4 separate regions of the Mus musculus genome follow, and regions 2, 3 and 4 are each linked to region 1. Evidence: chromatin contacts called from public HiChIP or PLAC-seq and promoter capture Hi-C data. All regions are on one chromosome and are shown on one strand. Each heading gives the region's core, a stretch centred on a gene start, on an enhancer-like site or on the middle of the called end of the contact. The rest is flanking DNA. Distances are from core to core; before and after follow the strand shown. Region 1 holds the start of Prrt4 (proline-rich transmembrane protein 4). Region 2 overlaps Tnpo3 (transportin 3). Region 3 holds the start of Kcp (kielin/chordin-like protein). Region 4 holds the start of Atp6v1f (ATPase, H+ transporting, lysosomal V1 subunit F).

Region 1 (3,526 bases), core at 599-3,098:
CAGCCCCAGCTCCAGGCAGCTGCGGCCTGCCATGGCCCCACCTGGCTCAGCAACGCGGGTGGGCAGGGAGCTCACTTCTTCAGCAGCTCAGGGGTCCTAGAGGGAGAAGTGCTGGGAGTCAAGGCCTCCACCCGCCTCTTCCCGGATCAGATGCCCCAGGCAATGGCTCTAATCACAGAGAAGCAGGTGCAGGAACACAGGCAACGTGTTCTGCCTAAAAGAGGCATGGCAACTCTTCTTGCCAGCCCCCTCTCCACTACCTGCAGGCTCCAGGGCAAATCTCTTCCCTGCACACACTACCGCCATGCACACCCAGCCTTCCCACAAGGGGGCCTGATGTCTGACCAGAAGTCTGACTACAAGCAGGAGCCTCATCCTGAGCCAGAACAGAGGGAATCAACTTAACCTCCCAGAGGCAGATTCCCTCCCTCCTCACCCACCCCTCTACCCAGCTTTCTCCATCCCCCACCCCCCATCTCTCAAATATCTACTGAGGCCCACTGTATATCAAGCATCGTCCCAGTAATACAGTGGTAAAGAATGCAGACCCTTCCGGTTCGCTCCTGATCCCCACCTCCAGACCCAGCAAGAAACCACTGGTGCACAAGGCCCTCAGAAAGGGCAGGTCACAAGCCTGAGTGATCTGACCTGCAAGGCCATACAGCCAGCGAAGCAGGGTCCCGGGCCTAGCAGAGGCTCTCCGGAGCCTTTCCCCTCTTTCTAGGGGTTTGGCCTGCAGCTACCCTCCCCATGACCTCAGGAGTTTTTGAGGGAGGGACCATTAACCCTTTCTGGCTCCGTAGGAAAGGAGGTCAGGCAGGCAAGCTCGGTAAGGGGCAGCAGCTGCAGAAAGGCTACCCCCCTCCCCAGAACACATCTGGTGGGGGAAGGGAGAATGAACCAGGGACACACGTGCACCCAGTACCCTTACATCACACACACACACACACACAGCCGCACCTAGCACCCGTGACACACTCACCCACGCACCCTTCACACACTCCTGCACATATACACACTCCACCCTGATGCGCCCCTTTCCCTCCTACGTAGGCTCGCTCTCTCTCTCTCTCTCTCTCTCTCTCTCTCTCTCTCTCTCTCTCTCTCTCTCTCTCTGCATATGCAGTCAGCAACACACACAATCCTAACACACTGTACATATACACCACACACCATCATTTCTATCAACCCCATCTCACGCCCCTTACACACCCACCCCTCGCAGGCACACAAGCACACGCGCGTGCGCACACCACACTCCCGCTTCCCCAGTCCAGACCGACGGACCTGCTTCTCTCGCTCGGGCGAGTCCCCGGGGCCAACCCCCGGGAGAAGGGGCACCCTGGCTCAGGGGGCCCCAGCAGGGCAAGGCTCGGCGAGTCTAGCCTGTTCTCCGTTGCGCCCAAAGCCGGGACTCGAGCTCAGAGTCCCCGGATTCCCTTTGGCTTGCCGGGCGATCGCAGCAGCTGCCGGTCTGTCCCCGGCTGGGTCTGCGACCCGCAGCGCTCTTAGCAGGCGGCGGGCGGCCGGGCTGCGCTCGCGATCCGCACTCCGCTCCCTCCCCGCGGCGCCGCCTCCTGGCTGTGAGCCCGGCTCCCCGGCCCAGCGCCCGCGCCCGGGCCCCGCAGCTGCCGGGCTTCTTGCAGCCCTCCCCGCTGCCTCCCGCGCCCTCCCTCCTCTCCCTCCTCCTAGCCCGCCCGCTGTTCGCGGTCCGCCCCTACCCGGGCCGGCAGGCGGGCGCGCACATCAGCGCGGAGCCACGGCCACCTCGCTGCTCCGGCCCCACGCGCACTCATTCACCCAGCGCTGCCAATCAGCTGCGGGAGAGTCGGTGCCTCGTTCTCAGCCTGGCGCTGGCAGCCACAGGCTCGGAGGACAGCCCAACGCACACACCCACAAGCACGCCATTCCCGAGAAACACCCTCAGGCGAGGGCACTGGGCGCGCGCGCGCACACACACACATTCACACGCACACAAGTACGTGCACACATGCAACAGTAGTCTGGCATAGGTTAGTATCCCAAGCAATCAAAATCCACTCCGTTGAACCCTGGATAAAGACTTACTGCTCTCCCTTACAACAATGGGAACAAATGTGTTCCCATTTTAGAGATAGATAAGTCCCCAGAACTTATCAAATTGCTTAAGATTGCTCAGTTTGGCGGAGACTTGAACTCAGTCTTTCTGCTTGCCTTCTTCACCACCTGGTGGTTTGCAAACATACAACCACCGAGGAAGGCCTCCTACGCTTCTTCGCAGGCCAACTGCCAAATGTCAATCCCCATTCATAGCGTCTCCTTTTGCTAAAATCTCTCCAAAATACTCAGCTTCAGAAATATCTGTGGGAGAGAATAGTGAGACAAGCTGGTGTGCGAGGTGGATCACAATTTGTCTCCAATAAGACGTGGTAGAAGAACATAGAAACAAAGAAAGAGCACCCAGCCAGCCTCATGGCACTGCTAGCTAAGAGTACTGAGCAGTCGCTAAGCCTGCTGCACTATCTAAAGGCTGTATTGTTGACTGACAGGATTAAGTGTGGCTTGTTGGAGGCTGAGGCAGGCGGATTTCTGAGTTCGAGGCCATCCTGGTCTACAAAGTGAGTTCCAGGACAGCCAGGGTTATACAGAGAAACCCTGTCTCGAAAAAAAAAAAAAAAAAAAAAAAAAAGTGTGGCTTGTTTGTTAGTCTGGAGTCTCTAAATCCCTTCATGTTTTCTTTCTTCCAAAACGGTGAATTTGATAGAAACGTGCGTGCGGGCGCACATGCGGGCGCTCGCGCGCGCGCGCGCACACACACACACACACACACACACGGAGGGAGGGAGAGAGGGAGGGAGGGAAATGTCTTTAATTCTGTCACTTGGCAGGCAGAGGCAGAAAGATTGAAAGTTTGAGATCAGTCACACTCACAAATTGATACTCTCTCAAACAAACAAACAACTCCAACCAACCAACCAGACAGACAGAAAGGCTGACAGACCAAACTGCAAAAGACTTGCCCATTTTGCTGGGTGTGAAGACAAAAACCCAGCATCACCCTTCAGGTGGTAAAGGCAAAAGGATCCAAGTTCAAGACTGCTGTTGTTGGCCATGGAGGGATTTTTGAGGCCAGCTCAGGCTACCTGATAACCAGCCTCAGTAGACAGGTAGACAAAAGTGAGCTAGTCCTGCCCCAGAAAGCAGAGACATAGCATAATATTTTGGTCAGGGGAAGAGCAGGCAATGTGTTGCAATTCAGAAAGGCATCTGAGACTCATTTTTGGATCACAGAACTCATGCCACCAATAGATTCAAGATCAAATTGGGTCTCCCACCAAGCTCTCAGAGTCCGACTGTGAATCTGGGATTTATCCTGAGTCTCCAAACAAAACACTGGGAAAGCCGTGCTCTAGGAGTCCCTAAAGGAAACCACTACTCTGCCCTTCTCCCCAGGCCACTGGGGGCTGCCTAGAGGCAGTGTGTTAGGATTCAGACTCTAATTTTTTTTCATATGTTTTATAAACGCTATCCCACCGGAGACATTTTC
Region 2 (3,526 bases), core at 747-3,246, 370 kb after region 1:
TTGACATTCCTGACACCAGGAGAAGAAACCCAGATGCCCTCAAAGGAAGGATGGCCAGCAGGTTCCATAAGGCTCGGAGCATTTTAGTTCTGTGCGCATGGCTCACTAAGGTCCCGAGCTTTCCATTTTTCTGCTGTGACAGATTCTGTTTACAAAGCCTTGTCTGGTAACTAGTCTGTCAGCCATTGATTTTCTAGCTGAACAGGCTGCTCAGGATTTCCTCTTGGAGGAGGAGGAGATAGAAAAGGGTTAACACACACAGAAATGGAGAATGAATAAGCAGAACCTGGTTCTCCGCAAATGCTGAGATGTCCAGTTATTATGGAAGTAATGTACATCTGACTCCATTTTTTTCAAAGTTCCCTTTGTCTGAAACCCACTTAGAAACCAATTGAGAAACTTAATTCTTCTGGTATCTTCCTAGCAGGCTAGCTAACTGAACTCCGGGCTAAGCAAAAGCAAACGGAAAAGGCACTTCCTCACACTCTCCTGACAAGGGACTCGGGCACAGGGATATAGCCTAGAACTCAAACTTCCAAGAAAGCAGACTTGCCATCCTGTGCTGGTTAAACACCCAAGGGGATAACTGTTAAGAGCTATCCAACAGAAAAGTGTCAAAATGCTTATCTACCAATTCATTCAACAAATATAAAGGTCCAAAATCATGATGAAAACCTTGACTGGGATTCCAGGAGTTGATGATAGGGTATTTTCTTTTAGGTTTTCTCCACCATAAACATGTAATGGATCAACTATACCCTCCATCTGAGCTATATCCCTGGTACTTAACAAGCTTTACTAATAATGGTACATTTTTGAGTCTATTTCAAAGTAAACCATGTGCTAAATAAGGAAGCAGCCAAGTATGTGTGCAAGCTCATGCCATTCATTTTCCCACTGCCAGGATGGAGGGCAAGGAGCCTAGCACAGGCTGGTGTATGGTGTGATATTACAAAGAACTAAGAGGCCCATGAATCATTTATTATCCTAATATCCTACATGTTTGAAATTGTACCCCTTTTGAGATCTTTTCAATTAAACCTAGATGGACAAATACCCCTATCTCTATCCTCTTTTTTGAGAGTAAGAAAAAGAGCACTGAAATTAAATTGTTGAGCATGGTGGTGATTGCCCTTAGTCCCAATGCGTGTGAGGCAGAGACAGGAGGATCTCCATGAGTTTGAGGCTAGCAAGTCCTAGGCCCAGTCATGGCTACATAGGGAGACCCTGTCTCAAAAAACCAAAACCAACCAACCAACCAAACCCCCAAATAAAGTAAGTAAGTAAGTAAATAGGGTTCAAATATAAGAGAACTGTGGTGAATAGCAAAGTTAAGTGTTGTGGTTTAAGTAAGTCTGGCCCCTATAGGCTCATATAGTTCAATGCCTAACCACCAGTGGGTGGATCTGTTTGAAAGGATTAGAAGGACTAGGAGGCATGGCCTTGTTGGAGGAAGTGTGTTATGGAGTGAGGGTGGGGCGAGCAATTTTGAGGTTTCAAAAATCCCATTCAAGGTCCAGGCTTTCTCTCCCTGCTGCCTGTGAATCAGGATGTAAAGTTCTCAGCTCCAGGCCATGCCTGTATATATGCTACTATGCTCCCTGTGGTGTTTGAACAAGAATGCCCCCTATAGACTCATAAACTTGAATGCTCACTATTTGAAAGGATTAGAATTAAGAGCTGCGGCCTTGTTAGAGGAAGGGTGTCAGTGGGGATGGGTTCTGAGGTTTCAAAGCCCGTGCCAAGTACAGCATGTTTGACTCTCTCTGCGTATGGATCAGGGTGTAGAACTCTCAGCTGATTCTCCAGCACCATACCTGCTTACATGCTGCCATTCTCTCCATGATAATGAACTAACCAGCAAGTAAACACTTAAAAAAAAAGAAAGAAAGAAAGAAAGAAAGAATTGTCTTGGTCATGGTGTCTTTTCACAGCTATAGAACCAGGGAGTGGGGCATTGCTGTGATAGGTGTAACCTTAGTTGGAAGAATATGGAAGACTCTGGGACTTAGAAGACGAAAATTGGTTGGACACTTTAAGCAGGGCTTAATGGGCCATCGTAGCAGGAATGTGGAAGACAGTTGAGAGAAATGTAGACTATGACAGCAGGGCTCAAGAGGTTTCAGAGGAGGAGAGTATTAAGTGGCCTAAAGAATGCTCTTGTGATATGTTGGTTAAGAATGGGTCTATTTTCTTCTCTTGTCCAAAAAAGTCTGCCTGAGATGAAATTGGGGAGTTTTGGATTATCAGCAAAATTACTATTGACTGTGGGTGGTGATCAGTGGTCCCCCTTAAGCAGAGGACAAAAGAGAGCAGCAGGAAGTGTAAAGGAGTGAAGTCCAATGCTCAAGAGATAAAAGGTTTAAAGAAAAACCAGATGCTAAACGGAATAAAGGGAGTGGTGGCCTCAGGACAAGAGCCCACCCAGCTAAGCTTCCAACCTGGGAAAAGAAATTAAAGAAAAGCTTTAGCACTGAAGGAAACCATCAACAGAAAGCTGATACAAATGCATTTGAATTAGGGAATCAATTACCAGCCCCAGCTAGCAACACTTGGCAGCTTCAACCACCACTTTTGAGTCTAAAGCTGGATCTGGCTTTAGACTCAAGGATACAAGATGGGGTTGTGGAATCTTCCTCCTCAGTTAAGAAAAGCCATTGAGGCCGGACATCTGTGAGGAGTGTCCCTGGATGATGGCCCAGAGAGGCCACTGCATGAGGCTGTGGAGGTGAAGCATGGAATGTGTTGGAGACCCCAGATATTGGAGATGTCAGAGTCAGGTGATACCTGCAGAGGAAAACTGCTAACAGGGTCCACACCTGGAATCATGGGGGGGAGGGGGGGGAAAGGAGGGGGGAGGGAGAGTTTGCAATCAACAAAGCTGAAAGGAACTGGAGATCTGAAGAGTGCTTTGACATCTGACATGCAGATGAATAATTTGAGTTTGCCCAGCTGCTTTTTGGTCATGTTTTAGTCCAGCATCTCCTCACAGTGCTCCTCTTCCTCCCTTCTGGAACAGTAGTGCATATCCTGTGCCACTCAATACTGGAAGTATGTGATCTGCCTTTTCATCTTGATTTTATGAGGGGTTACAGTTAAGAGACTGCCACGAGTCTCAGAAGAAATTCTGGACTTGTAAGCAGTCTATGAAGACTTGTCAAGAGATGGTGAAAGACTATGGGGACTTCGGAAGTTGAACTGAATGCATTTTTTACACTATGATATGGTTATAAGCCAATGGGGCCCACGTGATAATGGGCCTTCTGAAACTGTAAGCAAGTCCCAAATTAAATGCTTTTCTTTATATGAGTTCATTGATCAGAACAGTGACTATGACAGTAAGAGTGGCCTGGGTCTCTAATTACCTCCACCTTTGTCCCCAATCCTACCAGTGACTGACCTATGTGGCAAGAACTCCAGCTAATTTTGAACTTAAATGTCCTTGGTGGGTAAGCCCACAAAAAAGCATCTTAAAAGTTAGTCCGTTTTCTTATCTCTGTTCTCACAGCACTGCAGCATTGACTAG
Region 3 (3,526 bases), core at 667-3,166, 330 kb after region 1:
AGTGGCCTATGCCAGCTTCCCAAAGGGGACACAGCAGTATCCCAACCCAGGCCCCCCTGCAGCCTGCTCTGATTGTAGGGATCTTTAGTCATGGAGGTGGGGTGCTCGGACCATCCATCCACTGTGGGTCAGAGACAGCTCGGAGGTCTGATATGTTATGCTAGGATCAAGAGATAACACAGGCTGAAATGAAGACGAGGATGTGGGATGCGTGCAAGAACGAACTGGTGTGTGTATGTCCACGCGTGTCCACTCATCTATACCTGTCAGTAAAGGAGCTGCATGTGGCAGAAGCCAGGAACCCCCATATTGGATGCAGTGGGCTCTGGAAGGCAGAAGCTAGCTGTGCTGTGTTGGCAACAGCATGCAACACTCCAACAGATGCAGCACTCCAGACAGAGAGGGCAGCCTGTCCCTGGGACTAGATAACATTATGTCCAGGAAGGAAGCCCTGGCCTCTGAGCTTAGGCCTGGGGTGGGGCCCAGCTACATTTCTCTTCACCTTATGCCCACTCTCAAGGCAGGAAGGTAGAGGCGAGGGCACCGGCCACAGACATCATGGAGTGGAAGGGTCCCCAGAAGTGCTGACCAAGAAAGGGGCTGAAGGAGATGTCTGGCCTTTCTTTCTCACAGCGGCAACTCAATCAGGAAGAGCTGGAGTAACTGAAAGTCTTTCTCCCAGGGACACTAGGCCTGCGAAGCAGGGGGATGTCACCTGCTCCTTTCTTTCTACTGTCACCATAAAGAGGAGGACGTTCCAGCCCAATTTCCGGGGCTCAATAAATGCCACCCCAACTCTGGGGTTCAGTGCTACTCTCCGGTATCCCTTAGTTCCCACCAGTCTCTGGTTTCCCTCAGTTGTCTCATAATCCACGGCCTCCCCCACCCCCACCCCCATCCCACTGTCTTCACAGAAGCTGAAGAGAAAGTCTCCTACTGCAGTCTGTCCTCTCTCCACAGCACAAGGCGCCAAGCAGCAAGTTAAGACTTCATCTGTCACCACAGCACTGCCCAGCTTTCCACCCCACCGCCATACAGCTCTCCCCACCACAGGTCCCAGCCGGTCTACCTTCACACCACCAGCATCCCATGCATTCTGTTCTCACCTTGTCCCCAGAAATTGGCACTGTCTTGACATGGTCTCCCTGCCCAACTTCCATCCACAAGGATGATGCTCGCGGGCGGGGTCTCAGTATCTGAAACCCCAAGCGTGACCTCCTCTAGCGACCCAACCCTTAAAGCCCCAGCACCCAACCAGCTCCTCCCGCTTTGCTTAAGCAGGCACAACGGAGGGGGCCGAGGAGCCATTCAGGGTGTCCTCTTGGATCCCCAGCTGAAGACAGGCTCAGTCCCTTTTCCTGGAAGATCTGCAGAAAGTCCTGGAAGTGGCACGAATCTGGTTGCTCCCCAGAAACTGTCTTCAGGTTTCCCCTTACCCTCCTCCTACTCTGCTTTTGCAGAGACCAACCATAAGTGCAAGCCGGACAGGACTAAGTCATTTCCCACAGAGAGCGCTCCCCTCCCCCTCTCCTCAATACAAATAATTAACTTCAGATACTCAGATGCCAGGACAGCCTCTGCTTCACCGCTACTTAGGACTCCTTGGCAGGGACCACAGAAGGACCCGGCCCAGTTCAGCAATCCCTGTCTGGCCGCCCTGCCCCCACCCTGCTCGCCCACCGACGGGGAGGACGGAGAGAGAGCACCAAGGCCGGCCAGCGACGCGCAACCCAGGCGGGGATGGAGAAGTGGTCTGGCCCGGTCCGACGGTCTGCTGGGCTGAGCCATAAGTTGGGGCACACCCAGGACGCTCCGACTCACCCCGCGCGGCCAGCGCCAGGCTCCCGAGGTGCAGGAGCAGTGGTAGCAACGCCGCCCGAGCCCCCGCCATGCTCGCTCGACCCGCCTCGCTTTAGGTCTGTGCTCAGCCGGCGCTGCGGGAGGCGGGGTGCGGAGACTCAAGCCGCCGCCCACCCAGTCTTTGTTCAGGGAGGGCTCCGCGGTTCTCCGCCCCTTGGTGCCCGCTCCCCTATCGCACCTAGGGCTTCTCACCCCACCCCACCCCAATCCACCCCACCCCACCCCGTTCCCCTGAGGATCCTGACCCATAGCAGTCTTCCAAGCTCTGCAGGAAGTTGGGTGCGGGGTAAGCGACCAGGAGCAACCATGTCCCTGCCCTTTGGGGTTGCTCATCCTCTAGGGGGTCCCAGTGACAGTCCCAGTGACTTTACTTCCACCTCATGGGCTTATGGGAACAGAAGGCTGAGCTGGACTGAAAACCCTCTGCAAGGGGCTGGAGAGATGGTTCAGTGGTTAAGAGCATTTGCTGCTCTTGTAGAGGACTTGAGTTCCGTTCATAGCACCCACGTGGCTGCTCACCATCATCTATAATTTCTATTTCAGGGAATCCAACGCCCACCTCTGACCTCCCCAGCACCAGGCACGTATGTGATGTATGTTAACATAGTTCTCTCTCGTCCTTGCTTGCTTCCTTCCTTCCTTCCTTCCTTTCTCTCTTTCTTTCCTTCTTTCTTTTGTTCTGTTTTATTGGGCTCGTATACCTGTTTCCCTTCCAACCTTTGCTCCACCCTAATCCCGTCTAAGCCCCCCAAACTAAATATATAACCCCTAACTTCCCGCAGGGCCTCTGTTATCCCGTTTATAAGCAGTGGAACCAGCATCCACAGTACAGTGAGCAGCAGACAAAGTCACCTAAATTAAGAATCCAGGGAGCTGAACTGCAAGAAGCCTGCTATGGAAATTGGTGTGGTGGCATACACCCGCAATGCCAGCTTTCCCAGTTGAAGCAAGGAGATGGGAGGATTCAAGGCCACCATAAGCTACAAGAGCAGGTTTGAGACCAGCCTGGGATATGTGAATGAAATCTTAAATGAAACACAAACACACACACACACACACACACACACTGGGAGGGGAGGGGTTGTCAGATGGTAAGAACTCAGAACAAACAACAGTCAGTGTTGATTAAAAGCACCCACTCTTCACTTCCACATCTCTCTCCTGGAGCCCACCGACCACATCTACACCAGATGCAGGCCAAATGCCCAGCCTCCCTTCTCTGGCTGGCTGGGCTCCTTTTCCAAAGTCTGGACTCAGGGCTCAGCAGGAGTAGGAAGCCCTGGGCTTACTTCAGGGGAGGAGCCCAAAGTGAGGAAATAGGAAAATGGTCCAGAGCCTAGGACTGGGAAACAGCTCTGTGCAGCTGGGAAGGCAGGATGGGGCCCCATGTTCACAGCAGAGGGACACGGAGGGTGGGGCTGTAAATCCAGCCAAAGAAGTCCCTGCCTTGGCCTTGAAGACCTGGAATGTGAAGTCACCCTTCCCCAGCTGGGGCAGGGCAGGAACTGAAGGTCTCCCTCTGGAGTCAAGGCTTGAGTAAAAGAGGGCAGGGTCTCTTCGCAGATGTGAGGGCCCCTCTTGGGGCTAAGCAGTTTGCAGCAGGCGGAGGGGAGACTGTGACTAAACCTTTCCCCTGTGACTTGGAGCTAGGGTCACTCAGCAAAGG
Region 4 (3,526 bases), core at 289-2,788, 290 kb after region 1:
ATGTGATCAAGACTCTTGTTCTGGCTGCCTTTGGACTGAGATGTAGAACTCTCAGCTCCTCCAGGACCACGTCTGCTTGCAAGCTGCCATGCTTCCTGCCATGATAATGGACTGAACCTCTGAATCTGTAAGCCAGCCTCAATTAAATGTAACCTTTCTAAGAGTTGCCCTGGTCACAGTGCCTCTTCACATGTGCTGGTGCCCCTCTCATTCCTAAGACAATATCCCAAGCTGGCCTTGAGCTTGTGCCAATCTTCTTGCTTCAAACCTCCTAAGTGCTAGGATTGTTTCTATGCAATTATCTAAATTTAGGAACTAACATGAGGCCTTGCTTGGTTTCTACAGCACTACATAGTGTCATCATTCATTTGCCTATTTCTTTGGTAATTTAATATATATTCAGTAATTGTTAGCCATGTCATAGTTAGCATGCATGTGTACATCATACCGATTCAGACCTTGACCTTCCAGCTAGGAAATACCTGTTCTTGGACAGTTATGGTAGCCTATGTCTGTAATCCCAGACTGAGGCAAGAGTTGAAACAAACAAATGGACAGGAAATAGTGGTGCATTTCTGTAGTCCCAGCATTCAGGAGGATGATGCAGTAGGACCACTGGCTGCAAGTTCAAGGCCAACCTAGTCTACATTCTGAGTTCCAGGCCAGAAAAGGCTACATATAGCAGGTTTCAAAAAACAAACTACCAAATAAAACCAAAAAAAGGGGGTAGGTAGTTTGGCCTAATCCTAATATTTGGATAAATCTTTTTATAAGATTTATTTATTTCATATATGTGGGTACACTGACACTGTCTTCAGATGGTTGTGAGCCACCATGTGGTTGCTGGGAATTGACCTCAGGACCTCTAGTAGAGCAGTCAGTGCTCTTAACCACCTAGCCATCTTCCAGCCCTGAGACCTATCTTTAAAAAAAAAAAAGCACTGGGTTGACCAGATGAACCTCAAGGTGACTCTCATAGGGTGTATTATGACCTCACAAACTTGTGGCCTGCTCCACTGCCACACTACACCTGCCTCCGAAATCACAAATGTAACAACAAAAAGATGTTTTTTTTTTTTAAGTCAAACAAATCAAGCACACACTGTTCTGTTTTGTGTAATGGCGCAGGCCTATAATACCAGCATTCGGAAAGTAGAAGCAATAGGATCTATCCTCTTCTACACTGCAAGTTCAAGTCCGGCCTGAGATAGGTAACCATCTGTCTCAAAAAAGCCAAAACCAAACTAACGTACACTGAAAAGAAAGAAAAAAAAAGTATGTCCCCTAAAGTCTCGGTCTCTAATAACACTAGGTTCAAAAGGCATTTCTTCCAAGAGAGAAGAAATTAAGGACAGAATGCCAGAGAGAGGCCTGTGACGCTCAGCCTTCTGGGAGACGTAGTTCTGTGGTTTGTGTTTCTGGCCTCTATGGCGCAAGAGTACGCAGATTAAGCGGAGTTCCTGCTAAATGCGCATGCCCGGGAGGCGGGGAACTGCGCATGACTGAAGGGCGGGGTCTCTGCGGGGGCGGGGCATCACAGGTGTTTGGGAAGCGCTCTGCCCGGCGGACAGGATGGCGGGCAGAGGTAAGCTAATCGCGGTGATTGGAGACGAGGACACGGTGACTGGTTTCCTGTTGGGCGGCATAGGGGAGCTAAACAAGAACCGCCACCCTAATTTCCTGGTAGTGGAGAAGGATACCACCATCAATGAGATCGAAGACACTTTCAGGTACGGTAGCCTGTTAGGCCTAAATGGGTCCTTCCGCTTGCTACAAGCACGGGGAGAATTGGTGGCCTGATAACCTGGGTGTCACGTGGTGATGGGGACCGGGATGGTCCCGGAAGTCGTCTGTCCACCCTGAGCAGGGGCCTCCGCCATCTAAGTTCCCTTTTGGGGCTCAGTGGGGTCCGGCCTACCGCAGGTCCACGAACTTTCCCCATCACATGATTGTGTGTCAGTTTAGGAGGGGAGTGGAGCTTATGGTCTGCACCAGCTGTAATTGGACGCCTGGAGCCTCTTGCCAGTGCTGACCGGCTTGTTCAGCCCTCTTCCGGGGTCTCTGTAGCGTATTCTCTGAACCTTAGTCTTTTCGACTAAGAAAACTAACCACCTCCAGCGTAGGTCCGGACAGTGGGCGCGTGTGTGTGTGTGTGTGTGTGTGTGTGTGTGTGTGTATACGCTTCATTTATCTTAGAGGCTTACAATTGTCCTGTAAGGTACTGGTTATTCCCAGTTACTAGTGAGAAAAATAAAGGACAATTGGTTAGGGCACAGGCACATTAGCCATAGGAGGCAGAACCCAGGTCAACTCTTTCTTTTTAATTACGGCGTTTGTGTGTGTCCGTGGGTAGGTGTGCACACATGGAGGTCAGAAGACAACTTGTGGAGTCAGTTTTCTTTCCATGGGCTTTGAGGATTGAACTCAAGTAACAGGGCTTGGATAACAAGCAGCTTTACCTGTGTCTTCTAAGTTACTACCCACTCTGTTTATTCAGCTCCCTGCAGTCTGCCATGGGGCTTCCATTTGTCTTGCGCACAATAAGCAAAACATCTGGGAAGTATGGCCTTCCCCAAAGACTTTGTACTTCAGATCTTCACATCATACCCTGGGTCGTAGTTTTTAAAACTGGGTGCAGGCATTCCTTTTAAGCCAGAAAGTGCACTGTTGACTAGAATTGAGGGTGCCAACTCTCTATTTTTTTTCCTCATTCCTTTTCTAGAATTACTATGCCAAATCTCAGGAATAAACTGCCCTCACCTGTTTCCCCTAAATAGCCCAGTCCAGGGATGCTGGCTGAGACTAGTTCCCACAGCCTGGAGCGTGGCAGGCTCTGACCTGGGAGACTGATCTCTTAGCAAACCAGTAAAGTGACCTCCATTGCCACTGGAGGACAGATCTTACTTCCAAGGATTTACCATGTTTCCAACAGGAAGGGGTCCTAAAATCACCAAGCCAAATCTACTCCATGCTCGACACAAAGTAGGTGCCCAGTGAATGACTTTTAATGAGTAAATACTTAGCTGAATGGGTGTGCATGTCTGTGTGTGGAGGTGATCACATGCGAGGAAGGCCAGAATGACAGTATCTGTCTGGAAATGGTGATTCCTTCATTGCTGAGTTTCCTCTTTCCATCTTGCCTTTGGCTTACAGCAGATGTCCTCCTGGCCCACCCCCTGCCCTAATCAGTATAGATGTGAGGCATCCAGTGGTCTCATTTACCCTATCTCAAAAATTTACTAAAAAGCAAAAGGTATACAGTAAGGAATCACCCTGCCACCCCCACCCTTTCAACCTCTATCAATAAGAAAATTTTGTTTTGTTTTACAAGACAGGGTTTGTGTAGCCCTCCCTGACTGTCCTGGAATTAGCTCTGCAGACCAAGCTGGCCTTGAACTCCACTACCATTTAGTCTTTTTCTTTCTTCTCTTCTCTTCTCTTCTCTTCTCTTCTCTTCTCTTCTCTTCTCTTCCTCCTCCTCCTCTTCTTCCTCTTCCTCCTCCTCCTCCATTTTTTTTTTTGTGGT

Evidence for each region. Promoter capture Hi-C pulls out the DNA fragments that hold promoters and counts their contacts. HiChIP or PLAC-seq counts read pairs in DNA pulled down with a chosen protein or histone mark.
Region 2: an H3K27ac HiChIP or PLAC-seq map of embryonic stem cells shows a contact between it and region 1, with 2.1 times the contacts expected there. The contact joins the enhancer-like site here to the promoter of Prrt4 in region 1. A contact is called at or near these places in 2 of 39 promoter capture datasets (the 3T3-L1 cell line and hippocampal neurons), 1 of 15 datasets of contacts at CTCF or cohesin (pro-B cells), 5 of 484 Hi-C or Micro-C datasets (cerebral cortex, cortical neurons, embryonic fibroblasts and 1 more), 6 of 115 datasets of contacts at active chromatin or transcription factors (bone marrow-derived macrophages, embryonic midbrain, embryonic stem cells and 2 more) and 1 of 9 other capture datasets (adipose tissue).
Region 3: a contact with region 1 is called in a promoter capture Hi-C map of embryonic stem cells. The contact joins the promoter of Kcp here to the promoter of Prrt4 in region 1. A contact is called at or near these places in 15 of 39 promoter capture datasets (the 3T3-L1 cell line, 3T3-L1-derived adipocytes, the C10 cell line and 6 more), 4 of 484 Hi-C or Micro-C datasets (brown adipocytes, embryonic stem cells and large pre-B cells), 6 of 115 datasets of contacts at active chromatin or transcription factors (craniofacial prominence, embryonic basal ganglia, embryonic forebrain and 3 more) and 3 of 9 other capture datasets (adipose tissue, embryonic stem cells and pancreatic islet).
Region 4: an HNF4G HiChIP or PLAC-seq map of pancreatic cancer cells shows a contact between it and region 1. The contact joins the promoter of Atp6v1f here to the promoter of Prrt4 in region 1. A contact is called at or near these places in 2 of 39 promoter capture datasets (neural stem cells and pre-B cells), 2 of 115 datasets of contacts at active chromatin or transcription factors (memory CD8 T cells and pancreatic cancer cells) and 1 of 9 other capture datasets (liver).

What each region holds. Positions count from the first base shown.
Region 1 is chr6:29,177,736-29,181,261 of GRCm38.p6, forward strand. It overlaps Prrt4 (proline-rich transmembrane protein 4), which reads right to left and starts at 1,849. Exons shown (of 5, transcript NM_001101443.1): 1 at 1,722-1,849; 2 at 1-96. The coding sequence starts at 33.
Region 2 is chr6:29,543,760-29,547,285 of GRCm38.p6, forward strand. All of the region lies in intron 21 of Tnpo3 (transportin 3), which reads right to left. Among named protein-coding and RNA genes, the nearest start is that of Irf5, 19 kb to the left of the region's middle. Within about 2 kb of position 1,997, at least 3 of the 459 cell types and tissues checked have an H3K27ac peak or open chromatin away from gene starts, as enhancers often do. A contact at or near this core is called in embryonic stem cells, where this site is marked.
Region 3 is chr6:29,506,036-29,509,561 of GRCm38.p6, forward strand. It overlaps Kcp (kielin/chordin-like protein), which reads right to left and starts at 1,917. Exons shown (of 38, transcript NM_001029985.4): 1 at 1,822-1,917. The coding sequence starts at 1,891. It overlaps Gm26627 (a long non-coding RNA gene), which reads left to right and starts at 1,137. Exons shown (of 3, transcript XR_868831.3): 1 at 1,137-1,916; 2 at 2,404-2,852.
Region 4 is chr6:29,466,245-29,469,770 of GRCm38.p6, forward strand. It overlaps Atp6v1f (ATPase, H+ transporting, lysosomal V1 subunit F), which reads left to right and starts at 1,539. Exons shown (of 2, transcript NM_025381.2): 1 at 1,539-1,730. The coding sequence starts at 1,573.